Regions from separate parts of the Oryza sativa genome. Here region 1 is linked to region 2. Evidence: chromatin contacts called from public HiCAR-type data. All regions are on one chromosome and are shown on one strand. The core of a region is the stretch at or near the end of the contact, and the rest is flanking DNA. Distances in the headings are between cores, read along the strand shown. Region 1 holds the start of LOC4347026. Region 2 holds the start of LOC4347003 (HMG-Y-related protein A).

Region 1 (7,019 bases), core at 2,255-4,754, 370 kb before region 2:
TATATGTTATCTATGTTTGTACTCAAACGAGAGTAGTTATGTCCATTCAGTTCTTAATTAACTAATTTCTTATGCGTGTGATTAGCTAGAGATTGAACCTTAGCTAGCTCGTTCAATCTCTTTGTTTATATTGCCAATGTTACACAACATGATTATTAATCGTCCCTTTTCTCAGGCCCAAATACCTTACACATGTTGGCCTGGCCCATGCGAGGGAGCTCCGCATTGAACATTTATTTACAACAGTAAATTTTACTTTAGGTTACCTTTTATTATCACTACTGACATGCAATCTTTGCCGACGGTAAATATCACCGTTGGTAATCCTACAAAACTATTGGAAATGCTATGACCGATAGTTTATGGTGGGGGATCATCGGTCGGGATTGAGTGTGTCGGGGATTTGTCAACTCGCCAACGGTGATTCTATATACCGTTGGCAATTACTTTTCCAACGGAATATTCCAACCGTAAACCCGTCCAGATTTCATGGATTTCCATTAGGTCCTCCGTAACAGATACCATGATTCCCTACAGGATACTTCCTCCGTTTCATAATGCAAGTCATTCTAACATTTCTCACGTTCATATTGATGTTAATGAATCTAGACATATATATCTATCTAGATTCATTAACATCAATATAAATGTGGGAAATGCTAGAATGACTTACATTGTGAAACGGAGGAAGTAATATATTATTATTATTATTATTATTATTATTATTATTATTATTATTATTATTATTATTATTATTATTATTATTATTATTATTATTATTTTGTTTTATACCACCCTTTAACAAATTTTCCACTCTCAACAAGATAAATTTATCATTGTTGCATTTTAGACCACCCTCAACTATTTTATTCATATGCATCAATTTGTTATATATCAAAGCAATAGACTCAATATAATTGTGGGAATTCATTGATGAGTAGAAGTTGGTGTACTCAAAATCATTCATATGCTTGAGAAGAGAGTCAGGTAGTCCAAAGTGGGACAAAGGTAAGATTATCCAATTCAAAAACATTGATTAAATGGTGATCCATTGGTGATAAAAAGTGGTTCAATGTGAAATTTACTCTTGCATATATAGCCATTGCAAGACAAAATGGATCTGGAACGAGGAAATGAATGTTCAGTGCACAATTACCATCTCCTGTTGTAAGGACATGGTCAAAGATAAATGTAGGTTATTGAACTCTTAGATAATTCCCATATATTTAGGGAATATTCGGTCATTCCTTACAACAGTAAAGACAAAGGGTTTAGCCATTTAACCCAAAATATTCGCAGTGACTAACAACAACATAAAATTGCTCGTACCTTGTGAATGCCATCTCTTCAAGGAAAGATAACTTCTTCAAGGTAAGAGGGCCCTCTTCATTATTATGTCAAACACATCGGTAATTGGTATTTCACATGTTTGGTTTATGGGATAAACGCGCATCTTAATGATATTGTAATGTGCATACTATACATAGACTATAGTATATATATGGGATGATTTTGCTACTTTCAGGCGCAAGAAAATTTCCCAGTCACCAAGAATTGCACATGGTAGTGCTATGCAATTTTGTCGTTGTATATGGTTTTAGTCTATTTTTAATCTAAGTTTGCATATTTTTACATGTAATACTGGTAAGTTATCGTGGATTGTAAAATTATTTCTTGTTTAGATAAGAGTAATTTATTGTTCAAACTTTTATATAAGAAATTAAGGACTTCGATTTCAATTAGTAATGGTAAGAGTGATCACCATTGGATTGCAATCTAAGGGATAAGGGGCTGTCCAGGCGCTACTGACTATGATACATGGAAAGCAACACGAATTTCCTTTCTTTTGCTACTTCATCCGTCCGTAATATGTTCATTTTTAGCTCATTCCATTTATCATAAAATAATTATTTTTAGAGTAATTAATCATTGCATCAGAGTTTATAAAAGTAGAAAATTATTGTATTGGGAGTAGATAGATTGAGAAATAGTTGTATTGAGATTTGATAAAGTAGGGGTGTTCTAGAATTATTGGTTTTGTACTGGTACGTGTGAGATGAGTAAAAAATGAGCTTACTTGGGATGGAGATAGTAAATTTAAAAATCAAACCAGTGTACATCATTCGTTCCAAACAGAATGCAATTCTAACATTTAAATTCAGTAAAAAAAATTATAGCACTTCTGTCATTTAATTTTTCCTTGTTTTAAGCCCAACTACTTTCCCACTTCCAACCACTCCCTTGTTTAACAAGGGGCATCCAAGTAATTTCTTCTCCCTACTAGTTTGTCTTTTGAATGACTACAGTTGCAATTTTTTTATGAAGTATGCTTCAATATATTGAAGTATGTGTAGTATTAAAATTACAGCATATTTAATCTTCTTATCTCTTAACCCCTTTAGTTCCTACATATATTATTCTGGAATCAAGATCCGGTGCAGTTGTTATAGCGACTGCAAGTTAGGCAGTCACATCCCTTCACAACCATCGGATCAAGCTGATAAAGGACAGATAGCTGTGCCACGTCATAACCAATCTGCCAACGCTACAGTACATGCTACAGGGCGCTACAGGACTATATACGCGTGCTATAGTGTTCTGGCCGAATCTGAGCTGTTTTTCTTTGATCTGACGGTCACGCAAGGACTGCTAAAGTTGCAGTCCACATTACAACTGCAGGTGATCTCGATCCATTATTAAGACATGACTGCCAGGTTATGCAATTTCGTTTTGCGTATTTACGGCGGGGGCTAGCTTGGACGAAATTGTTATTAAATTTGAAAAGATCTTGACTGGGTTTGACCAAATTCTGGTTGAATTAAAAAAGTTAAAAATTTCGGACAAAATAGTTCTATGCCGGGCCCGAAATATATATGAGTGCACGTTCATTAAGTTGTAAATTGGCTCTCTCTCCAACGTACATACGGAATATATGATACAACTTACAGGTGCGAAGCTAAAACAAAATAGAGAGCAGTACCACTTGCTTGCTTTACTCTAGTTTAACGAAATAGAGAGCGATACCACTTGCTTGCTTTACTCTAGTTTAGATCAAGTTTAGACTGATATGAATGTATGAGTTTAGATTGAGGAGTACATATATAATGAAAAAAAAAATTCTTGACCGGATTTCTGACACCCCCTCTCCTACCTAGCTAGCTCCGTCCCTGTCGACTTAGAGCAAGTCTAATAGTATAGCCAACTACTAGCTCCAATTCATCTATAGCCAATCTAGTAGCTCATTCATACAATAGTTACATACTACACTATTAATACCTGGTCCCACCTGTCATACACATAATGTGTCTTCGAGTCCGTGCTATAGCTGGCTACAAATATGTAGCCCGTTGCTCTTCTCTCACCTCATTTATCTCTTTAAAATATGTTTACAGCTGGCTTATAGCCTGCTATTGTACCTGCTCTTAATATTTCGGCCCTCAATGTCTATGCAGTGTCATGTGTGCACTCTATAAATATAGCGAACCCTACTTCCTCGTAAGCCAACTAGCCAAGCCAATCGGTCCCCACGCTTACAAGCTACAACTTCACCTCACCCCTGCTGCATTCTCGCGTCCCAAGTTACAATCCATCAATGGCGGCTTCCACTTCCGCCGCGGTTAAGATGGCCGCCGCCGTCCTCTGCCTGATGGTCGCCCTCTCCGTCGCCGCCGGGCAGCTCACGACGACGGCCGCCGCCGCCACCTCCACGCGCGTGGATGATCACGTCGTCGAGGACGACGACGACGCGACGCCGACGACGCTGCAGCAGCTGGAGACGCGCCTCGCCGACGATCAGGACCTCGCCGACCTCCTCGACGGCGGCGACGGCGCCGCCACCATCTGCCCCAGCAACTGCCAGAAGTGCCTGGTCAAGTGCGCGGGCACCTGCGTCGCCGACATCGTCAGCCCGCCCACCTTCGTCGCCTGCTTCCTCAAGTGCGCCGTCGTCAAGCTCTGCTTCGCCAAGGTTTGATCATCATCGCGTCGGCGGCCGGCCGGCGATGGTCGACGGCGGCGCCGGTGCCGCTTGATTGCTTGCCTTGTTGTCTTGCTAGCTCGTGTCTACGTACTCCCTCCGTACCTATATATTTAACACCGTTAATTTTTTTAATATATTTGACAGTTTATCTTATTAAAAAAATAAAAAAATATTTTTTTCTTATTATTAAATATGTTTTTATTATATATATAGTTTTACATATTTAAAAAAATTAAATAAAATAAACGATTAAATATATTTAAATAAATTAACGGCGTTAAATATTTAAAAACGGAGGGAGTAGTCGAGGTCGCCATGCGTGCACTCCTGCATGCATGCATGCGTGGTGGTGGTGTGTGGAGACGATGATATTGGTGTCGCGTGTATCATTTCAGTTGCCGATCGATTTACGGCTGATGGTGTCGTTGACCATACAACTGTTTGGTGACTGAGGGAAATATATGTAACGTGTGTCCATCGGTAAAGATGTTGTTGCACGCACAAGCTAGCTAGCGTGGATTTTTAATTGGCAATGCTTCGCTTGTAAATTAAGCGTAATGCTTCTCTGAACGTGCAACAATCCTACACACGTTCACGTTAAAAAAGATTACAGTAGTGGTAAGTCAAACATTTACAACTTTAACTATTAATAGCCAACAAATAAAAAAGTTCAAACATATAAAATGGATGTTACTAGATTTGTCATTAAACAAAAACTATCGTAATATACGTAGGGGTGGACGAAAAGCTCGTGGCTCATTAGCTCGTTCGGCTCGACTCGACTCGTTGCATTTTCTTAAGGGACTATCTATACAACATTCGACTGAAAATTAGCCTAAAAATCTGTCAAATGTAACTGTAACATAATTACAATGTAATTTTCGTAATTACACTATATTTATACTATAATTACATATGTAATTTTCATAATTACACTATATTTGTACTATAATTACATATGTAACCTGCATCCGTCATCGGCCGGGTTCCCGCGGCGGGGAGAAGAGCATCGATGGCGTCCTTGAAGGTATCCATGAACGGCGGCGGTTTGTGGTGCCGTTCGGAGGCATAGGGGAAATTTTCGGTCTGGGAGAAAAAGAGGGAAAAAAAGAGAAAAGAAAGTGAGAAAGAAAATGTGACATTGACATGTGGGTCCCACGTGCTGAGTCAACCAGTTGGACCGAGTCAAAGCGCCATGTCAGCAAAACCATCTCTAAAACCGCTGAGGAAGTCAAATTTACCGGTTTTAATAGTTGGAGGAGTCATCCTACCCGGTTTTCTAGTTAAGGGGTATGAATTAGATTCGGCGTACTTTTAAGGGAGTCAATGTGGACTTTTTCCTTTACACCCATACCAAGTGAATCCAAATTGAAAACTAATCCATTAGACCCATTCCAATCCAACCCATTGGCAGGCTTAACTAGGCCACAATGAAGTCCACGTTTTTTCTCTAAGGCTCAAAACGCTCCAAAGTCCAAAGCCCATAATATTCCAACCCTAGTGTCCCTGGATTGAATCAAGAGTAAATTTCACAAAACTACACGTTTTGTAGTCCAAGTTACAGAAAACCACACACACTTTGACACTTGGCACTTAAGTATATATATTTTGGTAGTGTAGTTTCACAGAACCACACTATCAATGAATGGATTCACCCGCGAGATGACGTGATTGTTTCATCTAGGATGAGGACATGTCATCCTATTACCAGCCATCGCACGAAATTAATAGGATGCCACGTCTTCATCCTAGATGAAACGACCACGTCATCTCACGAGTAAATCCATTCATCGATAGTGTGGTTTTGTGAAACTAAACTACCAAAATATATGTACTTAAGTACCAAGTATCAAAATATTTATGGTTTTCTGCAACTTGAATCATAAAACATGTAGTTCTGTTAAATTTACTCTTGAATCAATCCATCGATCCCCAATCCCATTGCGCCTCCGTCATCGCCATTGTGAATCGCACCGCTACCGCAGCCTCGGCACCTCGCCTCCTTCGTCGGCAGCCGCATCCTCGCGCTTCCGCCCTCCCTCCTTCCTAGCCTTCACTCCGTCGTTGCACCATCTTGTGCTCCCAGGTCCGAGCACCGCAGCACGGTGTTACAGCCTCGATTGTTCGTCGATCTCGTTGCTCACTGAGGACGATGACTTCACCACAGCCCACATGTTAGCAATCGCCGTTGCCGTCGTTCTTCTGCTCAGGTGTGCCTTTGTAGTTTCAGACTTCCAGCACTTCTCAATAAATCTCACCCGATTTATTTTGCTACTTCTGGTGGTGTGTGTGCACCATGCAGCTGTTGGTCATCCAAACCGTTTCACCGTTGCGCTCGCCATGGAGGAGGAAAGCGACCTTCGTCAGCATGTGCCAGCTTGCGAGCTAAACGAGCTGAGTCGAGCTTACAGCCGAGCTGAGTTGAGCTGGCTCGAGCTTACAGCCGAGCTGAGTCGAGCTTACAGCCGAGCTGAGTTGAGCTGGCTCGAGCTTACAGCCGAGCTGAGCTGGGGTTTTTAGCTCGTTAGGTTAACGAACCGAGCCGGGCTAGCTCGTTATCCTAACGAGCTAGACCGAACCCGAGCTGAGCCAGCTCGACATCCACCCTTAAATATGCAACTCTTTTTATTTAAAGCATTTCAACTTTATAGATATTGTTGGTCAAAATAGTATCCCAAAAACTATGTCGAATTCTAAAAATGATTATATTTTGAGACGGAGGGAGTAACTGAAATGAAATAATATGTGGGGCTAGGGGTGTGAGGCCCACCTTTCAGCTACAGCTACTGAACAGCGGTAACCGCGGACAATCTCCGTCGAACATGAATCGAAGTGATGATGATTGGCGTTCTTTTCTTCTAAAGATGAAGATGAAGATTAAGGTTTTTTTTACGTAAAACGTATTAATGTATGATTGATTGAATTTTAATTATTATAAACTTAAAAAATCGATTAATATGATATTTTAGAGTAATTTTTATATAGAAAGTTTTCGTATGAAACGCACCGTTTAGCGGTTTAAAAACATGCCACGAAAATC
Region 2 (6,469 bases), core at 2,383-4,882:
GTTCGTGGACCTAAGTGAAACCTGCTGACAAGTTTAAGGACCGCTGGTGTATTTTACTCTTAATCTAAAACACGAGTACCTGATTTCACCACCTGCTTGTTTGCGAGAAACAGTCAGTATAACACGAATACACGATTCATTCCTGCAGTCATTGGACGTCATGGACTACTCGCTTCTGGTCGGCGTAGACGAGAGGAAGAACGAGCTCGTGATCGGCATCATCGACTTCCTCCGGCAGTACACCTGGGACAAGCAGCTGGAGACGTGGGTGAAGGCCTCCGGCATCCTGGGCGGCTCCAAGAACGAGGCCCCCACCGTCATATCGCCGGTCCAGTACAAGAAGAGGTTCAGGAAGGCCATGTCGAGGTACTTCCTCGCCGTCCCCGACGACTGGTCCTCATCATAACAGGGCTTTTCCTGCCTCCCTCTTCCACCCTACCCTACGTTGAAGCAGAATCGTCACCGTTTCATCCCCGCTGTAATTTTTTTTTGAGCAAAATGGGGGTGAAACGAGACAGGTAGCCATTTAGCCAACCATTCTTTAATTGGTTCGGTCACTTACTAACATTGTTGTAGCCTTAGAATGATAGAAATCATAGAATAGAAACAGAGGATCAGGCCACCTTGTCGTGTGTGGGCTGGACACCAAGCATGCCAATTGCAGTGTCTTTCTCCCCGTGATCTCAAGGCGGAAAAAGGCTTGGTCCCTGTAGAATGTGCATTTGCTGCTAGCGAAGGCGGATTATTCGACGCCGTGCTGTGCCTCATTTCTTCTGATTTGATTACCTCTGGTATCCATATAGAATTGTACAAGATAGAGGGCAGGTCAATAAAGGTGTAACATCTCGATTACTTGTGAAATTTGTAACAGCTCAGTTACTTGTGTTAAAGATGTATCAGTTCAGTTACTTTGTCATAGTACTGTACTTTCATTTTTTTTTTCTGGACCATTTGTGACTTTGTTGAAATGGCTGCATGCTTGGCAGCTGAGAAAGGGATATTCTGTTACTGTAGTATGTATAGGGGTGGATAGTGAGCCGGCTCGGCTCGGCTCAGCTTGGCTCGGTTTAGCTCGTTAGGATAACGAGCTGGCTCGGCTCGGCTCGTTATCCTAACGAGCTCGAGGCTCGGCTCGGCTCGTTTGAAAGCTCGAGCTAGCTCGTTAGGCTCGCGAGCCAGAGCTAGTATTTATCAGACAAGTAGAGAACGCAGCAGCGAGATGAAATGGCTCCAAAATTATCTGAGAAATTATCAAAAGATATAAGAAAAAGTCTACAATCTCCCATCAAGAAACTCTAACACAACAACACCGAAGTCTTTCACCACGAAAAGCAAAATCAGAAAAGCCTCCTACTGTGACAGAGAAGTAGAGAGCAGAAAGCATCCTTTCGTTTCTTCATGCTCCATCATCCATGGTCATGACTGACAAGGATGCATGGCCGATGGCAACACAGGATGGAGACAGGAGCAGCGCTGGTGCGGCACGGAGCGGCGCCGGTGCGGTAGGGCGTGGCGATGGATGGACGCAGGGAGTAGCAGCGCGGAGGCTCGGAGCGGCCGACGGCGACTCGATCTGGATTGGAGTTTGGAGATAGATGAGAGGAAGGGGAAGCGATACTTTTCTGTTCGGTAGACGCATGCACGGGGGACTAATGTACTTGGGTTGTCATGGGGCTTTGTTTATGGCCCATAGGTGTCCTACTGATTTATCTCTATGTGTAAGCTGCCTTAACGAGCTGAAACTGCAGCTCGGCTCGTTTCAAAACCGTAACGAGCTGAGTCGAGCCGAGCCGAGCTCGTCATGAGTCGAGCCGAGCGAGCTAACGAGCCACGAGCTTTTCGTCCAGCCCTAAGTATGTAGTATGTAGTACTCCACTTATGATTATTTCATGTTTACAGGTTAAACCTTTATTATAGAACTTCAACCACTAATCTATAAACTACTCCTCCCGTTCTATAATATAAGGGATTTTGTACGGATGTAGCATATCCTAACATTTATGCCCCATGATATATGCTACCATATCACCATCAACGATCTACCAAATAGGCTAGTCACCCATCCTCCAAAGTCCTCTCATATTTCACTGTTGTATCTCTCTAAAATTTGAAATTACCTACTTGTTCAGTAAGCAAAATCATAAAAGTAATACTTGAACCAAATATGTGCTTAATTGACTTAATAAGCTAGAAACCCATTTTTTTCCGTTGCAACGCAAGAACTCTCGGCTAGCAAAAGTAGTCTTGGTAGAATTGGGTCAAAAAGCACTATCACAATATCATACACTTGAAAGATTCTTTTAGAGGGCAGCTAGCCCATGGGATACCGTGAAAAAGTGAAGTCACGGAACAATTTTAATGTGTGATTAATTAGCGTACACCATACTGTACCACAGGTACCAGGTATCTGGTATCATGTACTAGGTAGGTACTAGGTGTTAGGTATCACAGGTATCGGGGGTATCGGGTACTAGGTAGATACTAGGTGCCAGGTATCACAAGTATCGAGTATCAGGTGTTGATACCAGATACCACAGGTACGAAGTGCCAGGTATCATAAGTATCGGGTAACAGCTGTCATACTGGTATTAGCATGGCGGCGGGGAAGAACACGAACACCCGCGCCGCCCACAGCATGGCGCTCCCCATTATGCCGCGCGACCACCTCTTCTTGCCACCGTGGCTAGGCCTTGTCCACCCCAAGACGTGCGCCTGCAGGTGCCGTCTAGCGGCAGTGCGGGTGGCACTGTGCCTGCAAGCATCGGCACACGCGTGGTCGCGGACAAGCAAGGTGCTGGACCTCGACGCACTGTCAACCCATGACGCCACTGCTACGGTCTTCCGTCGGCGTGCCCTTCCTCTGGGAGGAGGCGTCTAGGAGGCTTAAGGTTGTGGTCGTGCCAGAAGACGTTGCGCCGCTGCCGCCCACTCCGGCTACCGCCGAGAGGACACCTGTTTCTCACGGTCGCGATGGCATTGTCCAGCAGCAGCGCAGCCGCTAGGTTGTTGTACCCCCAGGGCCAAAGAGATAATCAGACGACGAAGACGAAAAGAAGCGAATTAATCGCACATTTAGTTTGTCTCGTTGCAACGGAAGACTGTGGAGTAGATTTTCTATTAGGACCATATTAAAAGTTACTATATAGAGAGAGTATTCTGTAGTAGGAACTAAATTAAACTGTGTAACGCAAAATTGCGAAGTGGAAGTAGACCTGAACTTGGTTGGGCCCAACAGACGAGCCCAACTCCGTGGGCAGATTAGTCATTTCCAACGGATGCAGCCGCGAGTGCCACGCGTGCGCCCACCGCCACGTCACCGATCCCCGCGCCCCCCTCTTGTCGCTTCCTCCCTCACCCTCCGATCCCGACGCGTTGTCCCCGATCCCCACCGTCCATTTCCTCCCCAAACCTCTCACCGCACAAGCCGGTCAAAAAAATTCGAAAAAAAAACAACCCCCCAAAACCCTCAAACGCCCCACCTCACCACCCACGACTCCCCCCACACTCACCGACAGGTGGGCCCCACTCCACCATGGCCGACATGTCAGCGTGCGTTCGTCGATATACTCAGCAGCAGCATATACACGCGCCCCCATCTCTTCTTATCTACTACTTGGAGGAGGAGGAGAGTACTAGTCGTCTTCTTCCCTGGATCCAAATCGAAAATTTCTCTCCCCCTGTTCACACCACGCCTCACTCCCATGGCGACCGAGGAGGACGCGTCGACCATGGCGGCGGCCGAGGCGGACCCCAAGCCCGCCGCCACCCCGTCTTACCCGGAGGTAAGAACCGCTTTCCCCTCTCCCCTCCCCTCCCCTTCCTGTGAGGTGAAGCTCACCGCGTTGCGGGCGCGCGCGCAGATGATACTGGCGGCGATCGAGGCGCTGGACGACAGGAACGGGTCGAACAAGACGGCGATCTCGCAGCACATCGAGGGGAAGTACGAGGGGCTCCTCCCCCCCGCGCACCCGTCGCTCCTCACAGCGCACCTCGCCCGCATGAAGCAGACCGGCGAGCTCGCCTTCTCCAAGAACAACTACTTCCGCGGCGACGACCCGTCCCTCCCGCCCAAGCGCGGCCGCGGCAGGCCGCCCAAGCCCAAGGACGCCGCCGCCGCCGCCGCCGCACCGGCGCCCGCGCCCGCGGCGCCGGCGGCCTCCTCGCCGCGCCCCCGTGGCCGCCCGCCTAAGCCCAAGGACCCCCTCGCCGAGGCGGTCGCGAAGGCCACCAGTGGCATGCCCCGCGCGCGCGGCCGCCCGCCCAAGAAGGCCAAGGTCGAACAGGAAGACCCCATTGGCGCTCCCGCCGCAGCTTCGGCTCCCGCCGCGGCGGCTGAGGCCGCGCCGCCTGTCAAGCGCGGCCGTGGGCGCCCGCCCAAGGTGAGACCCGCCGCGCCGGTCGGGGAGCCAGCCGCTGCTTGATTAGCTCCGATTCTCCGCATCGCCGCGATGGCGACGATGGTAAGCTCCTTTAGGTTGTAACGTAGTCTTCAGATTATGTCTCGTACTGATTGGAGGCGCGGCTCGGGTTGCTGCTTATTGTAAGTTAATCGGATGGTGGGAGGTTTAGGTGTGCTGGATGGATCATCCGTTGCTGAGAGTTGTGATTGAATTCGTGTTATCGCGTGCTGATTATTATGGTAATGTTGGTGACTTTCGTGTCGTTTGTGTTAATTCTAGATTGGTGGCTGCATTTAGTGTTATCAAATGATGTTGAATTGTTCTATGCCATGCCGGACAAAAAAATAAGTCTGATTTATCGATGAGTTAAGCTGCTGGTCTTGCTGGAGAAAAAAATTGGCTGATTTATTCATGAATTAAGCTGTAGTCTGCATGTAGACTGTATAATGCTTATATTTCTGACTGGATGAAGTCATCCTCCAGTTGTTAGGCGTCTTTAGCTAATTTTTTTTAGAAGCTTGCATTTTTCCCCCATTAAAGTCATTTAGTGGGTGAAAGCGCTTTACGGGCATATCTTCGGAACTATCTGTTTGATATTGATGGATAATGACCTTCCTCGCAAAAAACCAAAAAAAGAAAACCAAAAAAAGGATGATGGATTGTAACCCGTGGTTCTTTTAGTATAGATGCCAGAAACTAATATTTGTGCACAGGTCATGCTTCATACTCTAGTGGCAATTGGCAACTGCCATGAATATGATTGCATATGTAGTTGATATTTTGGGTTTCTGTGTAATGTACATGGAGTAGGTGCTTGGTAATGGTAATTCAATTTTGAATACTGCTATACATACGACCCAGTTGTGCATACTCATGTACGACTAGAGGCATGCAACCAATTGATCAATCAAAGGAGCAGATGTTCATATGCAGTGTAGCCGTTGATCAAACTTAGTCATACGTTAGTTGGATGATTGGGTCGTATACATAGCAATTTCCTTCTATTTGGAAGGCACAAACCCTGCCAGTTAGAGAAATTCTGAGATTAAGATATAGGGCCTACTTGTAGTTAGAGATTCTTCTAGAAGATGTAGATGCCAAAAGCTCTCCCAAATAGTATAGATTTTCAATTAGGTTCTGAGAAGCTATAGTTGTATAATCCAGAAAATGAATTAGAAGCTAGAAGCTGGGTTTCCTAGATTCTCACCAGTTAGCTTCTCGAAATCTTAAGGTCACCCAAACAACGCCATAGCTCAGTTACTTTTGACTCTTAGATTGTTTTTTTTTTTTTGGGGGGGGGGGGTGGGGTGGTGGGGAGAGATATTGTTGTAGGTACTATAGTTGATGCTTTTATAGTTTTATTGATTATTGATGACTTTTTTTAAGCACTTCTGTTCATTGCGTGAGTATGAACCATGTAGGGTGCTTGCTTGCTGCCTGGGACATGGCTGATTGTTTCAACTTATGTTTATGCCACCTCTTATATTGATGACAGATGTGGTGCGGAAGATATTGATTAAACTCTTATGAGTATCCTTTCGCTGTACTGAAACTTGAAACAACAAATCCAGTCAGATAGCTCGTAACTGTGAACTAGACTTGCATTTCACAGCCATTGTTCATTTGTTTGTCTGATTGTTTTGAAAGATTTGGGCTCACTTCAGTAAGGGCTCCGTTAGAACAAAGGATTTTTGAAGGAATATTAGAGGATTCAATCCTATGGAAAATTTTCATACATGGTCATTTAGATCAAAGGAATATCTATAAAAAAACTAATTAAATTCTTTTGGATTGGCTTAAAACATACTCCCTCCGTACTCGTAAAGGAGTCATAAAGGAAGTCGTTTAGGACAATGTTTAAGTCAAACCTTGGAAATATAAATCATAAATAATCTCAAGTTGTTGATTGTTGAGTTTGAAAATGTAAAAAATATATGCATAGATTTGTCTTGAAAAATACTTTTATAAAAGTATATATTTATCACTTTTCAATAAATATTTTTATAGAAACAAGAAGTCAAAGCTGTGTTTTGGAGACTGTGTCGCTGTCCAAAACGACTTTCTTTACG

Evidence for each region. HiCAR-type assays count read pairs that join an accessible place to other places.
Region 1: a HiCAR-type map of leaf shows a contact between it and region 2, with 8 times the contacts expected there. The contact joins the promoter of LOC4347026 here to the promoter of LOC4347003 in region 2. A contact is called at or near these places in 5 of 15 Hi-C or Micro-C datasets (leaf, panicle, seedling and 1 more) and 1 of 4 datasets of contacts at active chromatin or transcription factors (leaf).

Annotation. Positions count from the first base shown.
Region 1 is chr9:18,848,159-18,855,177 of ASM3414082v1, reverse strand. It overlaps LOC4347026, which reads left to right and starts at 3,504. Exons shown (of 1, transcript XM_015755906.3): 1 at 3,504-4,527. The coding sequence starts at 3,593. The coding sequence ends at 3,973.
Region 2 is chr9:18,473,880-18,480,348 of ASM3414082v1, reverse strand. LOC4347003 (HMG-Y-related protein A) reads left to right here and starts at 3,632. Exons shown (of 2, transcript XM_015795891.3): 1 at 3,632-3,782; 2 at 3,861-4,673. The coding sequence starts at 3,702. The coding sequence ends at 4,421. It overlaps LOC4347005 (putative 1-phosphatidylinositol-3-phosphate 5-kinase FAB1C), which reads left to right. Exons shown (of 11, transcript XM_015756917.3): 11 at 149-916. The coding sequence ends at 406.